Regions from separate parts of the Pan troglodytes genome. Here region 1 is linked to region 2. Evidence: chromatin contacts called from public HiChIP or PLAC-seq data. All regions are on one chromosome and are shown on one strand. The core of a region is the stretch at or near the end of the contact, and the rest is flanking DNA. Distances in the headings are between cores, read along the strand shown.

Region 1 (3,272 bases), core at 7-2,506, 140 kb after region 2:
TCAGAATGTTCGAAAGAGGTGCTGACCAGGCAGCTGAGATTGGGGAAAAGGGATGGTGGTGAACTGTGGTCAGGATAGGAGGAAAGCTGGCAGGTTGGGGAAGAAGGATTGCACAGGGGAGGCAAAGACTTTCACTCCATGCCATGCGTGCTCCCCGCCCCCCCCAACCCCGTCCCCCCTCCCCCAGGTAAGGGTGGGCAGACCTGGCAGAAGGCTGGTTCAAGGCATGGGGGTGTGCGTGGGGGGGCTCCTTTTGGGGGTGGGGGGCGGACGGGATTAGTTCCAGGGATGGGAGAAGCTCGGTTCTGGCTGGGGGCGGGGTGGGGGAGATGCCCTTAGCTGCAAAAGCTCCGGGCGGCCAGGCAGGCTGCTGGCCTCGGTGGGCTCACGGGGCGGAGAAGGGGGTCGGGCTGCAGGAGGAGGCGCCTGGACCTCCAGAGCAGAGTCGGGTAGCGGTCCGTGCCGGGACGGGGGACCCGTCGGCGCCGGGGTGTGCAAAGGAGCGTGTGTGCGGCTGGAGGGCGGCGATGCGAACAACAATGCGCCCGCGCCCGGGGCCAGGCTGCACTGGCGGCCGCGCGGGCCGGGGTCGGGAGGCGAGGCAGGGCAGGGCCGCGGGTCCGCGCGCGGCGGCGCCGGGCTTACCTTGACTCGGCCTCGAGGCGCGCGCGGGGCCGGCGTGCTCGGGGGCCGGACAGCGGCGGCGGCGGCGGGCGGATGGCGGCGGCACGGCGGTGGCGGCAGCGGGGAGGGCGCGCCCGGGGCCTCGTCGCGCTCCGGCTCGGCGGACTCCGGCTCGCGCCGCGGCCGCGGGTGCTGCCGGGGGGCGCGGCGGGCGCAGCAGAGCGGCGGGCGGCGGCGGCGTCGTCGAGCGGTGCAGACAAAGGAGGGGCGGAGGGAGGAGACGGAGGGTGTGGGAGAGGCGGCTTCACCGGCGCGGGCGGCGGCGGCCGCGCTCCTCTCGCTCCTCAGCAGCGGGGACCGAGAGAGGGAGCTGTGTCTGAGAAGACGCCAAAATCCCCCTTAGCGCTGCCTGCGGGAGGGGGAGGGGGCACAAGATGGCGGCGGCCGGGGGGGGGGGGGCGGGAGTTCAGTTCATGGATCCCGGCGGGCGGCGGAGGGGAGACCGGGCCGGCGGAGGCGGCGGCGGCAACGGGCGGGGGAGGGGGCTGATCCCGCGTCTCCCCTCAGCAGACAATACAAGCGCCTCGGACCGAGTCCCCGAACCTGCCCCAGCCAAAATGGCGGCCGAGAAAGAGCGGAAGTGACGTAAGTGCCTCATTAGCATAAGAGGACTCATTGTCCAGCTAAATAGGGGGAGGCAGTGGGGACAGCACCCCTAACCCCCTTTTCCCCAGCGGGGGTTCCTCTTACTCCCACCCCTGCTTGCACCTAACTTTTCCTGAGGGAGGGTGCTCTCAGCACCCCCACCCCCACTTGAGGGAAATTATATAATCCCCACTGAGGGGGGAGCTCTCGCGAGAACCAGGCGGATTTGCCATTGACCCACTAGGAGGCGCCGCGGATAATGGCCGCAGTGCGCTCCCGGGGCCCGTGTGCTCGGCGGGCGCCTTCCTCTGGCCGCAGCGCCGGCGGCGGAGGCAGAAGCAGCGGGCCGCAGCACGCCCAGCACTCAGTCAGGTGGCCGTGCTGGGGATCCCTGCGCGGGCCCAGCTGGGCCTGGACTACATCTGGCGGGAGGGGTGTGCGGGGCGGCCTGGGGCGGCTCCACGTGCTCAGATGCCCGCGCTTCCACGGCTGAGAAGCGGCCGGAAGGCGCCGGGACACCTGGCCGGTCGCCCCTGACGCCTCCTGCCTTAAATGAGGTGTGAGGGCCTCGTGCTTCACACAGCGACTTGAGATGAGACACAACCCCATGGATGCCTTAGCCCTTCCTGGTGGGGTATTCGGTGCAGAGGGGCCGAGATTTTATTAAGGTCCGCCGTTACCCTGTGACTTGACATTCTTCCCAGTCACAGTGATGGACTCTTCTCTTTGACCTGAATAAAAAAAAAAAAAGGGAATCCTAGTGCCTTGAGGCCACCCAACTGGTGAAACTTAAGGATGAGAAGTGATGTTGCCAATAGGGGCATTGGCTCTCTGCAAGATCCTTAACACACTTTGTAGTCCTAGGGACATAGCTTTTGGTGCTCCCACAATCTGGGTAGCATAAGACAGCACATGGTTGCTTTGTAAATTTAGGTCAATCCCAACCAATACATTATCTCCTCAACATTTTTGAACCAACCTTTTAAAGTAGGTTGTTCAAAGTAACATTATGATTTAAAGTATCATTGGTTGGTTAAATGTATTGACAAGTAATAGATGTCAATAGTGAGGAATTAACCAAGCCTGTTTCCTTAATATGTGATCTTTAGGTAAATACACCTGTCTTTTGCTGTTTCTTTACATTTCAAGTTAACATAGTTTCAAGCCATACTTAACATCCGAAAATAATCTGAGTTCGCTGCAAGTAGTATAAATTGTGGTTACACATAGCTGTTCAACATCTAAGACTTCAGTTAGCCCTGTTTAACAAACTTTTATACAACACATTTCTGCAATTGTGATAAAATGTATCTTTAAAAGCCAAGTCAGTATTTCAAGGGAAAACAGCTGAAAAAAGTCGTGGAAAAAGGGGTTGGGGCAAAGCATTTGATTCAGAAAACTAAAGAATCTAATTACACACTGCAGAAGACAGATTAAAAACTAATATGAAATAAGCAAAGTAAGTTTAAGTTTAGTTTTCCTTAGATATACTTAGATTCCATATAGTGATAATACAAATACAAAGGGAAAACATCTGGATTTCATCTTTGGCCTCATTTACAAAGCAAAATGGGATGCTGGATTCAGATGTAAATATTTAATTTTACAGTGTTTAAGCACCAGATTTACTACAAAAATGCATCTAAATATTCCAGATTCTTTTCTAAATGACTTCCAAATGCTATGAGTCTTCACTGCTCAAATACTCTATGGTAAATTCCAAGAGTGACAGTGTTGTGATAATGATTGTGTGAATAACTAAAAAGATTTAAAAGGCAAACATTATCTACTCTAGTGAGTATCTGAGAAGGCAGTACTATCTATATTAGGTTCTCTAAGGTTGTTACTTAATTTCTGCTCCACATACTTGACACTGAGAACTCAACTTTGAGTTTAGGTTAAGAAAAAATAAATTCTAACCACTCCAAAAAAACTGAGAATATTACATTTCTATTATCTTAGCTTAAAACTAATTTCACATCAAGCACTGATGAATTTTCTTC
Region 2 (3,701 bases), core at 565-3,064:
CAGCAGGCAAGGGCGAGGGTCTGAGACCGGCTCCCAGGGGATGGCGAGGAGGGCTCAGAGCATCAGGGAAATCATAACAATGATGAATGGCCGAGTGTGGGCTCAGTGAGTTCCTATAAAACCCTTAAGCACTTGAGGCCCAAGTCTTTGCCAAGAATTTTCCAGAAAATGACTGGCCTGAAGGCCTGGATATTTGGATAGGGAGAAATTAGCAGTGGACAGATTTGGAAGTGGGAATTGTGCAGTGATGGACTACACAAAAGGCAGGTCAAACATGTGTTGTTTAGGCCCCTACCTAGGGTGGCCAACTACAATATAAATTCAGATTTAATGGAGAGGAAGGTGTGGGACGTCCTATATATTTATTTGCACCCTTGATACCAGCCCCTCCTTTTTAAAAAACAACAACAACAACAAAAGACAGAGTTTCACTGTGTCACACAGGCTGGAGTGCAGTGGTGCGATCATAACTCGCTGTAGCCTTGAACTCCTGGCCTCAAACAATCCTCCTGCATCTGCCTCTCCAGTAGCTAGGACTACAGTTGTGCCCCACCACACCCTGCAATTTTAATTTTTTTTTTTTTCTTTTAGAGAGATGGAGTCTCCTTATGTTTGCCCAAGCAGCTCAGCCTTTTTTTTTTTTTTTTTTTTTTTTTTGTGAGGCGATTTAACATTTAAAGAAAAGTCAGCAGGCAGGGGGCGCTGGCCCACGCCTGTAATCCTAGCACTTTGGGAGGCCGAGGCAGGTGGCTCACCTGAGGTCAGGAGTTCGAGAGCAGCCTGGCCAACATGGCGAAACCCCGTCTCTACTAAAAAATACAAAAATTAGAATTAGTCGGGCGTGGTGACAGGCGCCTGTAATCCCAGCTACTCGGGAGGCTGAGGGAGGGGGAGAATTGCTTGAACCCGGAATGTGGAAGTTACAGTGAGCCGAAATCGCACCACTGCACTCCAGCCTGGGCGACAGAGCGAGACTCCGTCTCCAAAAAAAAAAAAAAAATTAATTAAAAATAAAAATAAGTCATCAAACGAAAAATCAAAACTTCAGACTTTTCTTATACCTATTTGCCTTTTAGTACTTTCCTCATTAGCACTGTTGGGGTGGGAGATGAGGCGCACCTCGCTCTCTTCAGCCCCAAGGCTTGTAAAGGGTCTATCTAGGCCGGCCTCCAAGGGCATGGAGGGAGTGGGTGCGGTTGTGAAATGTAGTGCGCTCAATAGTTTCCTGGTGAAGTTTATTTTAAAATCTGCACCGAAGAGGAAGACGAGGACCGTTACACTCGGCCTTCCCTAAATTCCAGGACCCTCCGCCCGATGCAAACTAGATGCTTTAGTAGGATGGGAACGGGCGGGGGGCGGGCGGCTTTGGGCTTCCTCTAAGCTAGCGCCTCTCTAACCCGGACGCCCGTTAGAATCACCCGGGGAGTTTTAGAAACTACCGATGCCCAAGCCCCACTCCGAAGGATTCCGACTTAATCGGCCTGATGCGAGGCCTGGCTTCCGGGCTTTTAAAAGCTCCCCGGGGATTCTATTTTACGGCCGGGTCCGGGGCCGGGAGCCTGTACTCTACCGGGATTCCGATGGGGAGGGGTGGCTTGCCCCAATAGTTCTCAAATTTAGCTTTGGGTCAACAATCTGGTTGGAACCACCTAGCAAACATCAAAAGATCCTGATGCCCAGGTCTTAACCCAGAGACGGTGTGGTCCAGGCTTGGGAAATTCTAAAAGAGCTCCAGGTGACTGCCATCTGCAAGCGAGTTTGCAAAGCACTGATGCCCAGGTGCTGCGGAGGCGGGCGCAGCGCGCGCCGCTCGCCACTGGGTGGCGCTGCCCGCTCGGCCCGGCGCTCCTGGAGCTGCGAGCCGCGACCGCCGGGAGCGCACCTGCCCCGCCTCCGCCAGGCGGGCCGCGGGGCATGCAGCGGACCGGGGGCGGGGCTCCGAGGCCCGGGCGCAACCACGGGCTCCCAGGCAGCCTCCGCCAGCCGGACCCCGTCGCCCTCCTGATGCTGCTCGTGGACGCTGATCAGCCGGAGCCCGTGCGCAGCGGGGCGCGCGAGCTCGCGCTCTTCCTGACCCCCGAGCCTGGGGCCGAGGTAGGGGACGGGGCTGTGGAGTTGGAGGAGAGGGTTCTCGCGGTTAGGGGTCCGGGCTCCGGACCCTCGGCTTCCCCGGAGCATCCTCTCGCTCCCGGAGTGGGGGGCCCGGGGATTCCCCCCTTCCTGAAGGGTGGCTGCGGGGCGCCACCCAGAGATGTGCAGCGGGTCGTCCCTGCTCGCTCCTCCGGGCGACACCGGGCCCCGGAGGCCCAGGTTCGCTTTCCCTCCCCACCCGGGTCCCCCAGCATCCGCCGGGTCCTCAGGCGCCGCCCTTTGCCAGGCCGGCCCTGGGAGAGGCGGACCCCGGGACCTCTGCTGCCCCGGCTACCTCCGAGCGGTGCCCGGGCCGAGCGGCGCCTCAGGCTGCGGCTGTGCGGGGAGCCCCGAAGCCGCGCTGCGCTGCTGCAGCTCGGAGCGAAAACACCACGCCTCTGTCTGCGCTTTCTATTTTAAAAGCACCAAGTGAAAAGCAGATCTAAAACGAGACCCTCTACCTTCCGGCTGGAGGCATCTGTCGACGCTGTTGTGAAAAAGTTATTTGTCTGAGTTCACTAGGAGTTATTTACGGTCAGAAATTCAACCCATTCTCTTTTTAAACCACAAAAGCAGTACAGGAGTATTTAAAATAAAGGCTATGCACCCCTTTCTCTTTTCTCTCCCACCCCAATTCTAGTTTTCTTAGAAAACCAGCATTAACTCTTTGGTATAAATCATTCCGGACATTTAAAATGCATTTACAAATGTAGATATCTGTATCTGCCTAGGCAGAGTATTGGCTCGTGCCAGTGGTCCCAGCATTCTGGGAGGCTGAGGCAGGAGGATTGCTTGGGATGGGGATAGGGGACGGGGAAGAGTGAGGCTGCAGTGAGGCTTGATCATGCCACTGCACTCCAGCCTGGGCGACAGAGTGAGACATTAAAAAAAAAATCTATCTCGCCAGGCGTGGTGGCTCACGCTTGTAATCCCAGCACTATTGGGAGGCCGAGACGGGTGGATCACCTGAGGTCAGGAGCTCGAGACCAGCCTGACCAACATGGCGAAACCCCGTCTCTACTAAAAATACAAAAATTAGCCGGGCGTGTAATCCCAGCTACTTGGGAGGCTGAGGCAGGAGGATCGCTTGAACCTGGGAGGCGGAGGCTGCAGTGAGCTGAGATCAGCCATTGCATTCCAGCCTGGGCAACAAGAGCAAAACTCCCTCTCAAAAAAAAAAAAAAAACCATAAAATATCTTTCCATATATATATATACATATATATGAGTTTTCTCTTTTTTCTTTTTATTTTTCTCCATATATATATATATATATATATTTTTTTTTTTTTTTTTTTTTTTGAGATGGAGTCTTGCTCTGTCACCAGGCTGGAGTGCATTGGCATGATCTCAGCTCACTGCAACCTCCGCCTCCCAGGTTCAAGCAATTCTCCTGCCTCAGCCTCCCGAGTAGCTGGGACTACAGGCGTGTGCCACCATGCTCAGCTAATTTTTGTATTTTTCAGTAGAGACAGGGTTTCACCATGTTCGCCAGGATGATCTCTATCTCTTGACCTCGTGATCCACCCTCCTCAGCCTCCCAAAGTGTTGGGATTACAGGCGTGAGCCACA

What was found. HiChIP or PLAC-seq counts read pairs in DNA pulled down with a chosen protein or histone mark.
Region 1: an H3K4me3 HiChIP or PLAC-seq map of stem cell-derived excitatory neurons shows a contact between it and region 2, with 8 times the contacts expected there. The contact joins the promoter of ADNP here to the promoter of BCAS4 in region 2. A contact is called at or near these places in 1 of 7 Hi-C or Micro-C datasets (stem cell-derived neural progenitor cells) and 1 of 1 datasets of contacts at active chromatin or transcription factors (stem cell-derived excitatory neurons).

Annotation. Positions count from the first base shown.
Region 1 is chr21:57,220,351-57,223,622 of NHGRI_mPanTro3-v2.0_pri, forward strand. ADNP (activity dependent neuroprotector homeobox) reads right to left here and starts at 1,257. Exons shown (of 4, transcript XM_016938135.4): 1 at 646-1,257. It overlaps DPM1 (dolichyl-phosphate mannosyltransferase subunit 1, catalytic), which reads right to left. Exons shown (of 10, transcript XR_010154286.1): 10 at 1,880-2,000. It overlaps LOC104003620, which reads left to right. Exons shown (of 4, transcript XM_063802818.1): 2 at 521-874; 3 at 1,195-1,269. The coding sequence ends at 1,268.
Region 2 is chr21:57,083,254-57,086,954 of NHGRI_mPanTro3-v2.0_pri, forward strand. It overlaps BCAS4 (breast carcinoma amplified sequence 4), which reads left to right and starts at 1,815. Exons shown (of 6, transcript XM_063803110.1): 1 at 1,815-2,094. The coding sequence starts at 1,915.